Regions from separate parts of the Oryctolagus cuniculus genome. Here region 2 is linked to region 1. A link is a contact called in public Hi-C data. All regions are on one chromosome and are shown on one strand. The core of a region is the stretch at or near the end of the contact, and the rest is flanking DNA. Distances in the headings are between cores, read along the strand shown.

Region 1 (7,104 bases), core at 4,586-7,085:
TGCTCAAGAGAATACAGAGTTGTTTGTTGGCTGCCCCAGATCTTCTCTGCTCTGCTGATAGAGGCCAGAGAGAAGAATTCAGGGACCAACAGCAGCTGAACAGCTTGGCTGACCTGTCCGCCGGGTGTGTGATTCCAGAATAACTCTCCAAGGGAAGGGAGGAGGTGGAAGGAAGATGGGATAATAAATTAGTCACTTGGATTCCCCTGCAGGACCTGCCTCTGTGTGTCCATCCCCACACTTTCTTTCTTAACACATTCCAGTGGTTTAAAACCAGCAACCTAATCTTTGGTGAGTGCTCACTATGTCCTAAACAGATCTCTAAGGATTTTGCATGGATTATGTCATTTAATTTGCATAACTTAACGAATTTTCGATTACATCAATTTCAAATGAGCAAACAGGCGCATTTGGGCCCTGATGACACAGGTAGTGAGTGGTGAGCTCACCATTTAAAGAGAGGGCCTGATTTAGAAACCTGGGCTCTTAAACACTAGCCTAAGTTAAATAGAGCAGGGTCTTAGAAGTCTGGCTCAACATTTTTTTGTTTTTTAATGTCGTTAAATGTAACAGTATTGAATGCATGATTAATTTTTTGTTGTTGTTTTTTGAGAGACAGAAAGACAAAGCTCTCATCCCCAAATGCCCTCCACAGGCAGGGTGGGGCCAGGCAGAAGCTGGGAGCAAGAAATCAAGCCAGCTCTTCTGCATGGTGACAAGCATGAACCATCACTACTGACTCCCAGGGTCTGCATTAGCAGGAAGCTGGAATCAGGATCCAGAGCTAGCAAACGAGCCCAGACTCTCTGATACGGAAGATGGGCCTCTTCACCAGCACCTGAACCAGCTAGCTCAGTGTCCTCTCCTGATGCCTCCCCCTCTTCCCCACGGGCCTGTGTTCTGTAGGCAACAGGTGTTCTTCCTGCTTCTCAACTCGCACCATGGCGCCTGGCTGACGCTAGGTGCTTGGTCAGTGTTTGCTGACTGCCGAGTGAGTGAACACAGAAGAGGCAATGGAGACATTCCTGGAGAAGTCAGAGGAGCCTGAAATTCAAACCGTATCATGCAGCATTTCAACTCTAGCGTCCCAGGTGCTGTCTGACTGCGACTACCCTGTGCCCAGTCTCTACAACACCCACCCATTCTGCCATCGGACATGGTGGGCTCGGAGTCCACGCCTGCCTCTGTCCTGGTTCTGCCGCCCCTGGCTGCCCGCAGAGAGACTGCTGCGCTCCTCTACAGCCGTAGCCTCCCTTTCTCACCCCTGGAAACGCAGATTTCCTGCGCCATGGCCCCCAGGCACTGGAGGAGCCTGTTTATTTTCCTTTGGTACTGAAACATCTTCTGGAAGGTTTTGAGGGCAAGGAGATTGACAGACGCTAAGCCTGCTGGGACAGATCAGGACTATAAGAGGTGACCAGACAGGAGACGGACACTAAACAGGCGGGGTGGGTTGCTGGGGTGGCCCTGGCGGTAATAGGTTTCAGTAAATAAACACAAGGAAGTTCAGGAAATCTGCACAGTCTTATCGCGTGTGCTCTAAGTGCAGGTCACCCATGGCCCCGGACCGCTGTCTGGACTTCAGGGTCTTGCAGACGAGGGACATGAGAACGTCTCTTCACTACACCCCGGAGACTAAGCCGATCATGCCAGCCAATCCCATAGGAACAGGAGGTGCCACCTGCTAGAATGAGAGAAGTTCCTTCATGGAAATGTCCAGATCACTGCAAGAGAGCGCAGCGTTACTGCTGCGTAGTAGCAGGCCGATCGGGGGCATTTGCATAACTGATGTCATTTAGATTGCAAACAAGCCTGTGACACAGGCACCATGATTTCTGTTTAACGGATGAGAAACTCACACTCACCTCCAAACCTACACAGCAGCGGTAGCCCCTACTCTTTGAGCAAAGCCTCGTGCAAGTTTTAGCTTCTTAGATGCTCTGTACGCACCACACGCTGTCATAGACACGATTTCTAGAGACTGCCCTGGTTTGTCTCGGGTGGAAGACGAGCCATGGAAGCTTTTGGCCACAGGTGGCTTAGGAAGACACTTGAAAAGCATGATGACCCTCATTTTTTCCCTTTAGTGTGTGGGTAACTGCAACTGTAGAGCAAAAATCCCGTCAAAGAGACAGGTCATGGGAACCAGGATTGTCCATTTCAATGAATTTTACATATTTCTGAGTCAAGGCCTTGCAGGGTCTTGGTATTCAAATTTCAGCCAAAAGCCTAATTTAGCCGACTGTTTCTCAATCATGACCTCACATAAGAAAATACTGGCGCCTGGGCTCCACCCCAGAAGAAATGATTCAAACCTTCCAGGGAGGGGCCCAAGCCCTGAATTTTTAAAAGCTCCCTAAGTGAGAGTAACAGGTAGCCAAGGCTGGGCCTCTATTTAAATGAATGGTCCAAGTGCCATTTTTTTCTAATGAAGTTCAAGTTGCCTTGGAAATTCAAGGTGATCTTGCATTTTTCTCCATCAAACGCTGGCTATCAGAAACTCCAAGCCAACAATAACAAGGTGACTGTGATGGATATTTCAGAACAACTGCCCAGCAGGCAGGGTAGAAGACAGGGGAAGAAAGATGATATGAACCCTCATGTTAATTATGAAAAACCAGATGCCCTGGCTGCAGGCCAGGGGTGTGGCAGAATGGAGAGGGGTGGGGGACATGAGAAATTTTAGGAAATTAGAAATTTTAATAACATTGACTGTCAAGGGTTGCGACTGGAGGCCGAATTATTCCTAGCTTATTGCAAGTCTTGAGAGCAAAAACAGACGACGAGAGGAACCCCTGTATCACATTCTGCTGCCGTTCACTTCTCAGGCTCAGGAGCGCAGGAAATGAGGCCTTCCTCGGGCAGCTTTCCCCAGATCTGATGGACGGCCCCCAACGGGCTCCCTTTTCTGAACGCCAGGGGGAGCAGGCCATATTTTATACGGCTCGCCAGGCCTTTCCGTAGAGCACGACAAAGAGCTAATTCTTGCCTATTGTGTGGACACTCTCTTGGTGAGGCTCTACCTTTTCTCTGTGGCTAATGCTGACAATGCACGAAGGGGACTTCAAGAGGTTCATGGAAAAATGGAATCCAAAGATAAGTTTAACTGGGTGCCAAAAAAGATTTTGAAATCCACACAAAGTTTTTTTCATAATACATTGTTTCCATGAACTTTGGGCAGCAGCACAAACATCTTTTAATTCCATCTTCCATGAACTTTTTGAAATAATCTTCTCTCTGCAGTCACCTAAAAATCTGAGCCAATATACTTTACAATCATGAAAGTGAACTCTATTCCATCATTTCACGGCTTGAGTTTTAAGAGACAGTAGGGTTCAGGGGGCAGATGCCGGTGACTCACTTCCTGGGTTTGGATCCCACAGATAGTCCTCAGTAGAACCTGGCCAAAGACAGGTTGCTTAACTTCTCATGCCACAGTTTCCCTATCTGCAGAACGAGGATGAAATACTGAAGAGCCTCATGGGATCATTGTAAAGACTAATGGCTTTTGCACACAGAAAGCCCGGAACCAGGCTAGGCATACAGCAAGCAAAGAGTAAGAAATTCTTATTTGAAATCTGAACTCTAGCATACTTCAACCAATCCAAATATCTCGTATAAACAATACAGCTGAGGTGGCTGCTGTGGTGTAGTGGGCTAAGCCACCACCGTGGATGCCTGCATCCCACACTGGAGTGTCTGGCGTGGGGTCCTGCCTCTGCTTCCAATCCAGCTTCCAGGGAGGCAGCAGGCAAATCCTGGTCACCCACATGGGAGACCTGGAGGAGTTCCTGGCGTCTGGCTTTGGAAAGGCCCAGCCCTGGCTGCTGAAGGCGTCTGAGGAGAGACGCGGCAGATGGAAGACATGTCCCTTTCTGCCTTTCAAATACATAAAAATAAATAAATGAATGCCAAAAAATCATACAACTCAAACTGCAAGAATGGTAAAGCCGGTGGAGCATTTAACACAAAGTCATCTTTTTTTTTTTTTTTTTAAGATTTTATTTATTTATTTGACAGAGTTACAGACAGTGAGAGAGAGACAGAAAGAAAGGTCTTCCTTCCATTGGTTCACTCCCCAAATGGCCGCAACGGCTGGAGCTGAACCGATCCGAAGCCAGGAGCCAGGTGCCTCTTCTTGGTCTCCCATGTGGATGCAGAGCCCAAGCACTTGGGCCATCTTCCACTGCCTTCCTGGGCCACAGCAGAGAGCTGGACTGGAAGAGGAGCAACCGGGACTAGAACCTGGTGCCCACATGGGATGCCGCAGGAGGAGGATTAACCAAGTGAGCCACGGCGCTGGCCCCCACAAATTCATCTTTTAAGGCAGAAAGAAGGGCCTTCTTCTAGTGATCTATAATAAGAATCTATAGGAAATGAGTTATATTATCTTAAACAGATAATAAGAGGGCTCTTCAAAAGTTCATGGGAAATGTGTATTATGAAAGACTGTATGTGAATTTCAAAAAAAAAATGTATATGCCCAAATAAACATCTTTTGATTCCATTTTCCCCAAGCTTTTAGATATCCCCTTGGAAATATACTGACTACAAAATGATGCACCCTCAAAGAACGAATTCATAAAATGAGTATGCTGTAACGCAGACCCACACAAACCTGTTAGGATGCATTTTTTTCCCACCAGTTTTTCCTGGAGGATGCAGAAATGAGGTGAAGGAAAGCAGCACGCAGTCCTTGATGACAACCCACGCACTCGGTTAGTCCGGCAACAGCCAACAAGACTCACAACAGCTATTTCGCTGCAATTCGTGTACTCTTATATTTTTTGCAAACTTGTTTTTATGGAAACAAATTCTCCTTTTTTGATCTGATGTCATCTAAATGACACAAGGCCAATCAGGGAGACCCGTGCTGCTTTTCCGTGCTTTGAGACTGGTGGCACATGGCTCATGGCAGCAGGCCACGGAATAAACACCGCCGTATCAAGCATTCCTGGCGCTGAGGGAGAACTCCGCTCGTGTTTCTTTTCGTCCGCGCGCACATAACTTTTTTCCCCTGTGGATCTTCAGTGAGGCAAGGCAATTGCCTTGGCTGTGTGGAATTCAGCAAACAGAAATGCATGACCAGTGACCACACACTCCCATCTGGATGAGGTTTTGGCTGAGTGAGCTTTGGGATTTTAACTACAGTCCCTAACAAGGATCCCCTTCTTTTTGACTATATAAGTCAACTCTGAGAGTCAGGGGGTGGATTTTTTTTGTGTGGTTCCTTTCTTGTCAACCAAGCCCACAGACTGTAGATAGGAGGGACTGACTCTTGGGTCCTCTGTACTTGCTATAGTTGAAGGTAACCAAAGTATGGGAAGAAATCCGAATGATGGGGGTAGATATCTTACAGAGCAGAGTGAATCATCCTTCTCCTCATCCCATGAGGGGAAGCAGATCAAAGTCTCTGGCAGAGCGGCACAGGGGTCAAAGCCTCACCTAAACCTGGCTCCAATTCAACTCCACACGTACCAGTCCTGTTAACGCGGAGTCTGCTGATGAATCTCCCAAGCCTCATGTCCTCATCTGTGAAGCAGGGGTAATACCAGGCTCTACCTTGTCACGTGCTCGTGGGAAGTAAACACGATGGTGCTTATCAAATTTTCACCCACATTGAATCTTTAGATCTTCTCAAGAATCCTATGAGGTGGCTACTGCTGTACTGCCCTTGCTGATGGAAAACCGAGGCTCAGAGACATAACAAAAGTGGCCCGGAGTCTCCCCACAGGCCAGTGGAGGGGGCTGGGCATGAGCTCAAGTTCATGAGCACCGGCTCCAGAGGTGGTGCTCTAGGCACTAACAGACCCACGTTACAGAATCCCACAAAGTGAGCAACAGGGGCTCTCTGCCCTTCTGGGGGCAGCCCTGCCTAGTGCAGGGAAGAGATAATTAATAAGAGATCAGCAACCAGGACCAGCTTATTTAACAGACACTTGGAGGTAGGAAGTAGATACAAGAAATCAGTTCTCCAGACTCCGCCCAGTGATTCTCCTTGGTTAACTCATAGCCCTTGCAAGGAAGAACAAAGAGAAAATGGAGAAAACTGCTCAACTTTAGACACTGAAATAACAAGAGTATTGACAGGAGGGCAGTACCGGAGTAAGAGTGTCGGAGCAAGGTAGAAGCAGACGGTTAAAGGAGGAGTTGGGTTTAAAGGAGGAGTAAGCCTGTGAGCTGTAAGAATGCTGGCCAAGTGTGGTATGAAATTCAACAAGTCAGAGGGTTCCAAACCCATTATTACTTATTAATCATTCATTAAATATTTGTTATCAAAACCCAAGAGGTCTTAGCCAAGCCAAAGAACAGCTAATGCTTTCAACTATAAACAGAAAACTGGTTCACAAATTCCCTGTAATTCATTGGCCTCCACACTACACACTCAGAAACTTGGGCAAGAAAACTAGAACAAGTTACTAAGTGCCTGATTCTTCTTCAGCTTTATAATCCACAGGAATTAGACCTGCAAAGCATAAAGGCTTTACTTACTTAACTGACCTCAGCATTTCATTTGTAGCTGTGCATTGGTGTGAGAGAGAATGCTGCATCTATTTGCATGGGTTTAACACTATCCAATCTAGATTGAGCACCTGCAGAGGGCAGCCTACTGTATTTGTTTACTGGACAAACACAGCATCTTCACTAACAGCCATAACGTTCCTAGCGGCCGTCTTCACCATCCTCTTCCTCAACCTCGTGATCATTCTTACCCCATTCTTGCACAAAATTTCTATTGCAAAGCTGCAAGGCAGATAACAGGTACATAATCTTTCTTCCCGTTCTAGATATTAACACTGTTCACGCATTGCTGCCGACTTCTTTAATTCAAAATAACAAGGTGCTCTTTCTTGCATGCCACGTGACTCCTCCACTATACAGGACACTGGCATACAACTCTGCCATCCTGCTGTTCAGTCATTCGCTGTTCAACAGAGTGCCAGAGGCAGAGGAATCGGATGGAAAGAAAGTTTTGCTCTAAGATATGTTTTCACTCACATTAGTCTGCGGTCAGGAACAAACACTCCCTGTGGAATCTGTTTCTTTAAGATTCTAAAAATAAATTGATCTGTAAGTGACTTTGCTGTAATACATACAGTGAGT
Region 2 (6,763 bases), core at 287-2,786, 240 kb before region 1:
GGCATTTTACCTTTAGTGGTGATAGACGGAGGGCCCTCCAGGCAAACTGTGCTGTCTGTTCTTCCTCCCTGGCGTCCTGCTCCTACTATGTTTTTGTATAGCTCCAAGCACGCCACCAGCACCCACAATAAACCATTAATTAAAGCTGGCTTCTGGTTTAGGTTTGACAACTTCAAAGTCGCCATCCAGAGCTGTGTGTGCGTGTGATGTGCATGTGTGACAAGCAACACAACACATTGCAGCCACTGCCTCTCTCAGTCAGTACCTCACTGTTAGTACCTAACTTAGCAGATCTGGAGCCCAAATAAGCGAGGAAACCCAGGCTGCTCTGTCTAGTTGCCTCTCTATAGTTTATGGTCTTGTGCCTCCCCCCAGCAGACATTCAGAAAATACTGATTGACTGACAGCTGGCAAGGATGCAGGCAGAGATCTGGCACTTGGAATTTCCTTAATATTTTTTTTCCGATGTAGGCTACGTGGGTTGCATTAGCTAGAGTTCAACCAGAGACTCACTCATTCACTCACTCACTCACTCACTCACTCACTCATCTATCTATCCATCCATCCATTTATCTATTTATTTATTTATCCATATCTATCTATCTATTCATCATATATCCAGAGGTTTATTACAAGGAATTGGTTTATACTGTTGTGAGAGCTGGCTGAGCAAGTCCAAAAATCAGAGGGCAGGCAGTCAGAAAGAGGAGGTCACCAGCAGAGTGGGCATGACTGCCACTATGGTCCACAGGAAGAATCTCTCTCTTTCTCTCTCTCTCTCTCACCTGTTTTCAGAGCCTCCAGCTGATCACATCAGACCCTCCCACATTATTCGATGTAATTTCCCTTCTGTTCAACTGATTAGTGAAGTTAATGACACCTGCAAACCCATTCCCCGGGCAGCAAGGTTAGCATCTCATGGAATAACTGGAGACTTGAGCTTAGTCAAGTTGATGCGCCAAAAAAGCCATCCCCATTGTAGTACAGCAGTTTCTGTAACCTCGGTATCCCATATGAGTGCTGGTTCAAGTCCCTGCTCTTCCACTTCCCATTGAGCTCCAGGCTAATGCGCCTAGGAAAGCAACAGAAGATGGCCCAAGGTCTTGGGCTCCTGCCACCCCACGTGGAGACCAGAAGTTCCAGGCTCCGTGCCCATTCCTGGTTGTTGTAGCCATTTGGGGAATGAACCTGCAGATGGAAGATATCTCTCTGTGTGTAACTTTGCCTTTCAAATAAATAAATCTTAAAAAAAAAAAGGAAACCATTCCGTGGGGTTGAGAATCATATGCTGCAAACCCTGCGCACTAGTAAAGATAAGAACAGGTGTGGTGTGTGGAGGGAGGCAGCCCGAGCCAGCACATGGTTTTCCTTCTGCACTTGAGGTCTTGCAAGCTTGGCTGGGAAGGTGACTGGTGTCTTAACACATTGTGCGGGGAACACCAGGGCCTGAGGTTGGGCAGTGAGAAGCTCCTGTCCCGGCAGAGCCGCCCAGGCTGTGTTTTCCTGCAATAGCCAAAGCCACAGCACAGCGCCAGGCTGTGCACTGTTTGCCTTCCCGGCTCCCGGCGCCACGTGGATCTCCCCCGCGCGGCGCCAGAGGGCGCCCGAGCCGAGCGCAATGCTGCGGGGCTCCGGGAGCAGAGCAGCAGGTGCTATGGGGCCGGATCCACTGCCTCCCTTCCTGGGACACCCTTGTGCGTATGTTGTCACGGGGAGACGGACCCCAGGAGCAAGTATCGGGTCGGTTGGGCGAGGAGGTGGCTGCTTCCTGCCCGCTCGACCCCTTCCTCTCAGCCGTGACATCTGCGGGCGACTCAGCGTTGGGGCTTCGCGAGTCACGCAGCCCCGGGAGCGCAGGGCTCGGCGTCCGTGTCCTGGCTGTGGCACTTTTGGCAGCATCTGTATCTTCCTCGCATTGTGAGCCCTTAAAGAAGCAGGTCGTGGCTGTAGTGGCCGTTCTGTTGCTTAAGTATGCAGGGTCAAAACAGCTGCTTGGCTAATGTGGCCACTGCACGCGCAGTGTGCACGCGCAGGGTCAAACGTGGTGTTCTTCAGAGCGACAGGCGCCTGGGGTGGAAGGGAAGTCGCAGCAGGACTGTCACCAAGGCGTTAGTTCACAGGGTCGCTGGCCTGGCTCCCTTCTCTGACCCAGAACAACCAGAGTGGATGGGGGGCTGGACACGATGGGGCGCCTCTGCGCGCAGCATCACAGTTTGCACAATCGCGACTTTGTGACACTCGGCCGGACCGTGGAGGGAACAGGTGCGGTGCGCTGGATGGAGATCCCCTTGGTGGCATCAGTCTGTGCGTGGTTTCGAGGACTCTGACAGCCCACGAGTGTCTCAGGTGTCACGAAGCTTCTTGGATTTCCTCATGATCCTCGGCCTGGATTCATTAAGGCATGGCACCGAGCACAGAGAATCCCACGTGCAGCTAACCCTGAACTTTAAATGTGGCAGTGGGAGGTGGGGTCCCAGCTGTCAGGGGTTTGTGGCCTGTGAATGGGAAATGTAGGAAGATGTTGCCTTTGACTATCAGACCAGGAAGCACCAGGTGGTTATTGTTGCCCTTTTTTTTTTTTTCTTTCAAGAAACAATGATTTCAACCTTCCCTTCCCAGATCTCTCCTCATAGACTTTGATTAAATACGCAGTATCTTTCCTGATTGGCAAGATTTTTTGAAAGATCTTGCTATTGTCTGTTACAAAAAGGTCAACCCTTGTATTTGTGATTTTTTTTTCCTTGTTGAAATTGTAGACCCACGTTAAGGATTTTCCTGTTCTTTATAAACATGGCCACAGCCCCATAACTTCCTTTATTTGCAATCAGTTTATCCCGTGGTTAACAAAGAACGGTTCAGAGAAAAAAAAAGTGCCCTCGTGAAATTCAGTAATTCTTTATAAAAAGAAAAAAGGGTCTTTTATACGCGTCTTTTATATGCATTGAATATATAACCACGGTGTGTACCTGGTAAAGTTGATTTCTGCTGACTATGGAGCGCAGGTAAATCAACATCGAGTCCATAGCACATTATAAGTACACTTTATTGGGTTTTACCTTCAGGTAAAGGCTTCTATTAAGAATATACAAGTGGCTGCATACCTAGCCTGCCTTGTTTTCCACAGGATTGTATACATAATCTCTCCTTTTACATTTCTTTAATCAAAGCTTGCTATATTGAATACATTTAATTGGAATCCAGTGGTTATAAATATAAAACGTTTACTGCTGCAGAGAAGTTGTGATTGCTACTTTCCATTAGCAGTTGTTGTCGAGGAAAGCCTCCAACAGCATATTTGCATTCAGACAAGAACTGACTTGGGCAAACAGGTGATGCTTTCAACTGCACAAATATATTATTTCCCATAAATATTCCTAATGAAAGAGGTGGTCTGTCTCAGAGGAAGTAGCTGCAATGAAGACTTTTAAATAATCAAGGGGGGAAAATGTTCCCCACCTCGATAAATGTGTGTATGAGGGCTTGCAGGGTGAGTTATGAGGTGTGGAAAGGTGAAGTCTAGAAAACTGTGGCCTGGTACGCAGTGAAGGCACCACCACAGATGCGTCGCACATGGCACCCATGAAGCAAGGCCCTTCTTTCCACCATGCTGTTTCCTTGTCTTCTTGCCCCACAAAGGAGAGATGAGGGGGTTTGGTGCGGGTGTTAAGACGTTCTGCTTCTGAGTGCCTGGTTTTAGTCCCAGCTCCTCTGCTTTCGGTCCAGCTTCCTGCTAATGTGCACCCTGGGGGCAGCTGGTGATGGCTCCAGAACTTGGTCCCTGCCACACTCACGTGGGAGACCCCATGGAGTTAGTTCTATGCTCCTGAATTTGGTCTGATCCAGTCCTGTCGCTCCCCGTCTTCATGGAGGAGCAACACAGGACCCTGCGCTGTTCTTTCGTCTGCTCGGCCCTCCCCGGGTTTGCTGCTGGTTCTTCCCGGGTTGGCTACTATCCCTTCCACCTCCGTGGAAGGGCAGTTCCCCCTGGCCACATTCCCCACTTCCGCAGGGGAGCGGCACACCGCTGGCCGGCTTTCTCGGGGGGCTGCACAGGTGTTCCCCTTAGATGTTCCCCATAGATGTTCCTCGTGCATGCCGTCTCTCTCCTCCTTTATAGTCCTCCTCCGCCAATCCTAACTCGGCTGCCCACACGCCGAGTACGCTGCTCTCCTCCAATCAGGAGCAAGTCCTACAGTTTATTAGTTGAACTGGAGGCAGCTGTGCGGAAGCTGTTTTCTTCTCTCCCAGCGCCATATTGTGGGAGAGCAGATGCATAGAATAAGTCTTAATTCCAGTAACTCAGTCTAGTCCGGTTGCTCCCCACACAGTCCCAGCTGTTGCCTGCATTTGAGGAGTGAACCAGAGGTTAAAGATCTCTGTCTCTGCTTTTCAAATAAAATGAAAAGAAATATTAAGAAAAATTTAAAGGAGAAATAAACTCAAATACGAAGAAGGGGTGTTTAGCCTTAAGATACGACTTTACTGGGAAACAATAAAGAGAAACACTAATACTGCTAAACAAAAGTAAAATCTAAGAACTCTGATTCTGAGAATATTTTATTCATCCTCATACAATGTTTAACTATCAATTTGGACTTCATTAGTTAACAACAAAAGTCAAAATAAGAAGTACGCTTTAAAGAGGGTTTTGTTGCCTTTTTATGATTTTGCGATTCAAGAAGGGCTTCATTTCTTAACTGTAGGTCTCGAGCTAGCCTGCAAATGGGTGTGTTTACACCACTGGCCGAGTCCTAAGTAACAAGTCGGGTTCTGTGTCTCATAGACGGCAGACTTCTGACTTCATACAGGAACGCCCTGGGTCCCGCAGGCAGAGGTCTAAATCTAGAGTGTTCTAATACGTAATTTCAGCCCATCCTTAGGGTGGGTTAAGGGCAATGAATATCTTTATGTTTGTTAGTGTTGCTATGCTTTGGTAAATTCTTAACAAATGTAATGCACTCTGTGTGTGTGTGTGTGTGTGTATTTGCCTGTATGTGATAGAGACAGAGACAGAGATAGAAAGAGACAGATAGAGCAATGGGTAGGGAGCAGAGTCATTGGTGATATGGGAAATTTATTTATTTATTTATTTGACAGGCAGAGTTAGTGAGAGAGAGACAGAGAGAAAGATCTTCCTTCCATTGGTTCACTCCCCAAATACCCGCTGGCCAATGCTGCACAGATCCAAAGCCAAGAGCCGGGAGCTTCTTCCTGGTCTCCCACGTGGGTGCAGGGACCAAGCACTTGGGCCATCTTCTACTGCTTTCCCAGGCCACAGCAGAGAGCTGGACTGGAAGAAGAGCAACTGGGACAGAATCCAGTGCCCATATGGGATGCCAGCGGAGGATTAACCAAGTGAGCCATGGTGCTGGCCTGGGAAATTTCTATCACCTTTATCACAATGAATTGAAAGAAGCAGAATACTACAGGGATGTGAGTCCCTTCTTTTTCAAAGATGGTGATAGTGGAGAAGACTGTTCTGTCCCATTATTGCTCTGATGCAGCTATGAACAATGTGCAGTGTATAATGAGTGGCTGACTCCACATATATGAAACTCACAGATTGAAAACTAAAAATACTCCAAGATAAATGTGTGTGCACACACGTGTTCACTCTTTAGATATCATCTCTGTTGGCTGACAATAAAAATGTGATGGGCGTCTCCTTCATGGTTGCATCCCAGTGTTATTCCTGTGCAAAATTAATGCCTCTGCATAATGAATGTAATTCAATGACAGTGGCAAAAAAATACTAATCACAATGCTGTGTGTGAAAAGAATGTTATACCATAAGAGTACTTGGCAGGAAAAGGACATTTCATCTCAGTATTGTTTGATTTGATTGCAGAGAAAAGAAAATGTTAATGTATCCAAATCAAATATTAAGTAGTCAAAAGAAGCAAAATACATAAAAGAATCTCAATTTTCAATTGAAATGTAATTGATTACTACTCATCTGACGTTTCACTGTCAATTCAAATTTTATTAATTAAATCTAAAATTAAATAACATGGTAATCTTTTAGTTTAATCAAGGGGGTGAGAGCCTGGATTGAATGTCCTCATATTGCTTCTATGTATTAAAAGCCGCTTTTACAGGGTGACTGCCAAGTGGGCTTGACTGAATGAATGTTGATAACTTGCATTTGTAAGGAGTAGCATGTTCTACCGTGTCACTCAGTCACAGCAGTGGAACTCCTCTGCGCCAACCCCTGTGATGCCCTTGCACAACACGGAGTGAGTGACGTGGGGGTAAGAAGAATGCGGGGGTCCGCGTGGTGCCACCGTCTGGGGGCTGCTTTCAGGAAGCTCAACAAGCCCCCGTGGAGTCCAGTTTGCTTGTTGCTCAATAAGTCTTTCTTAACTACTAGCTTCCAGAAGAGAACCTCTAGCAAGTTCCACAAGACTTTGTATCAATTCTCCATTTGGAGGGCTTGAGGTAATAAAATGTTTCTGTACCATTTCTGAGAACTGTTTAGGTTAAGCATTTGAAAGCATCCCGGATGTGTGACCCATTCCCTCTTTACTGCTGTGCTGTGGATCTGTACTGCACACACCGAGTCATTTCTGAGCCTTTCTCCTGTCTTTGCAGATCCAGCCCTTTCTCGCCACCCACACTGTCAGTGTTGAGTGAACGAATGAGCCAAGGAACATGAGAAAAATCCACATCTGAAGAGCAAAATATTTTAATTGAGAATATTCTTTTAAAAACAAAGTAATGGATATTTAAAATAAAATGAAAGCCATACTATAAAAAGAATCTA

The links. Hi-C and Micro-C count contacts between places; a contact is called where the count stands out from the background.
Region 2: a Hi-C map of an unstated tissue shows a contact between it and region 1, with 5 times the contacts expected there. The contact joins two enhancer-like sites. A contact is called at or near these places in 3 of 6 Hi-C or Micro-C datasets (ear pinna, psoas muscle and an unstated tissue).

The regions. Positions count from the first base shown.
Region 1 is chr16:20,193,267-20,200,370 of mOryCun1.1, reverse strand. The region is part of intron 5 of CREB5 (cAMP responsive element binding protein 5); the gene reads right to left. Among named protein-coding and RNA genes, the nearest start is that of CREB5, 230 kb to the right of the region's middle. Within about 2 kb of position 5,835, at least 1 of the 8 cell types and tissues checked has an H3K27ac peak or open chromatin away from gene starts, as enhancers often do.
Region 2 is chr16:20,432,919-20,439,681 of mOryCun1.1, reverse strand. No RefSeq gene overlaps it. Among named protein-coding and RNA genes, the nearest start is that of TRIL, 97 kb to the left of the region's middle. Within about 2 kb of position 1,536, at least 1 of the 8 cell types and tissues checked has an H3K27ac peak or open chromatin away from gene starts, as enhancers often do.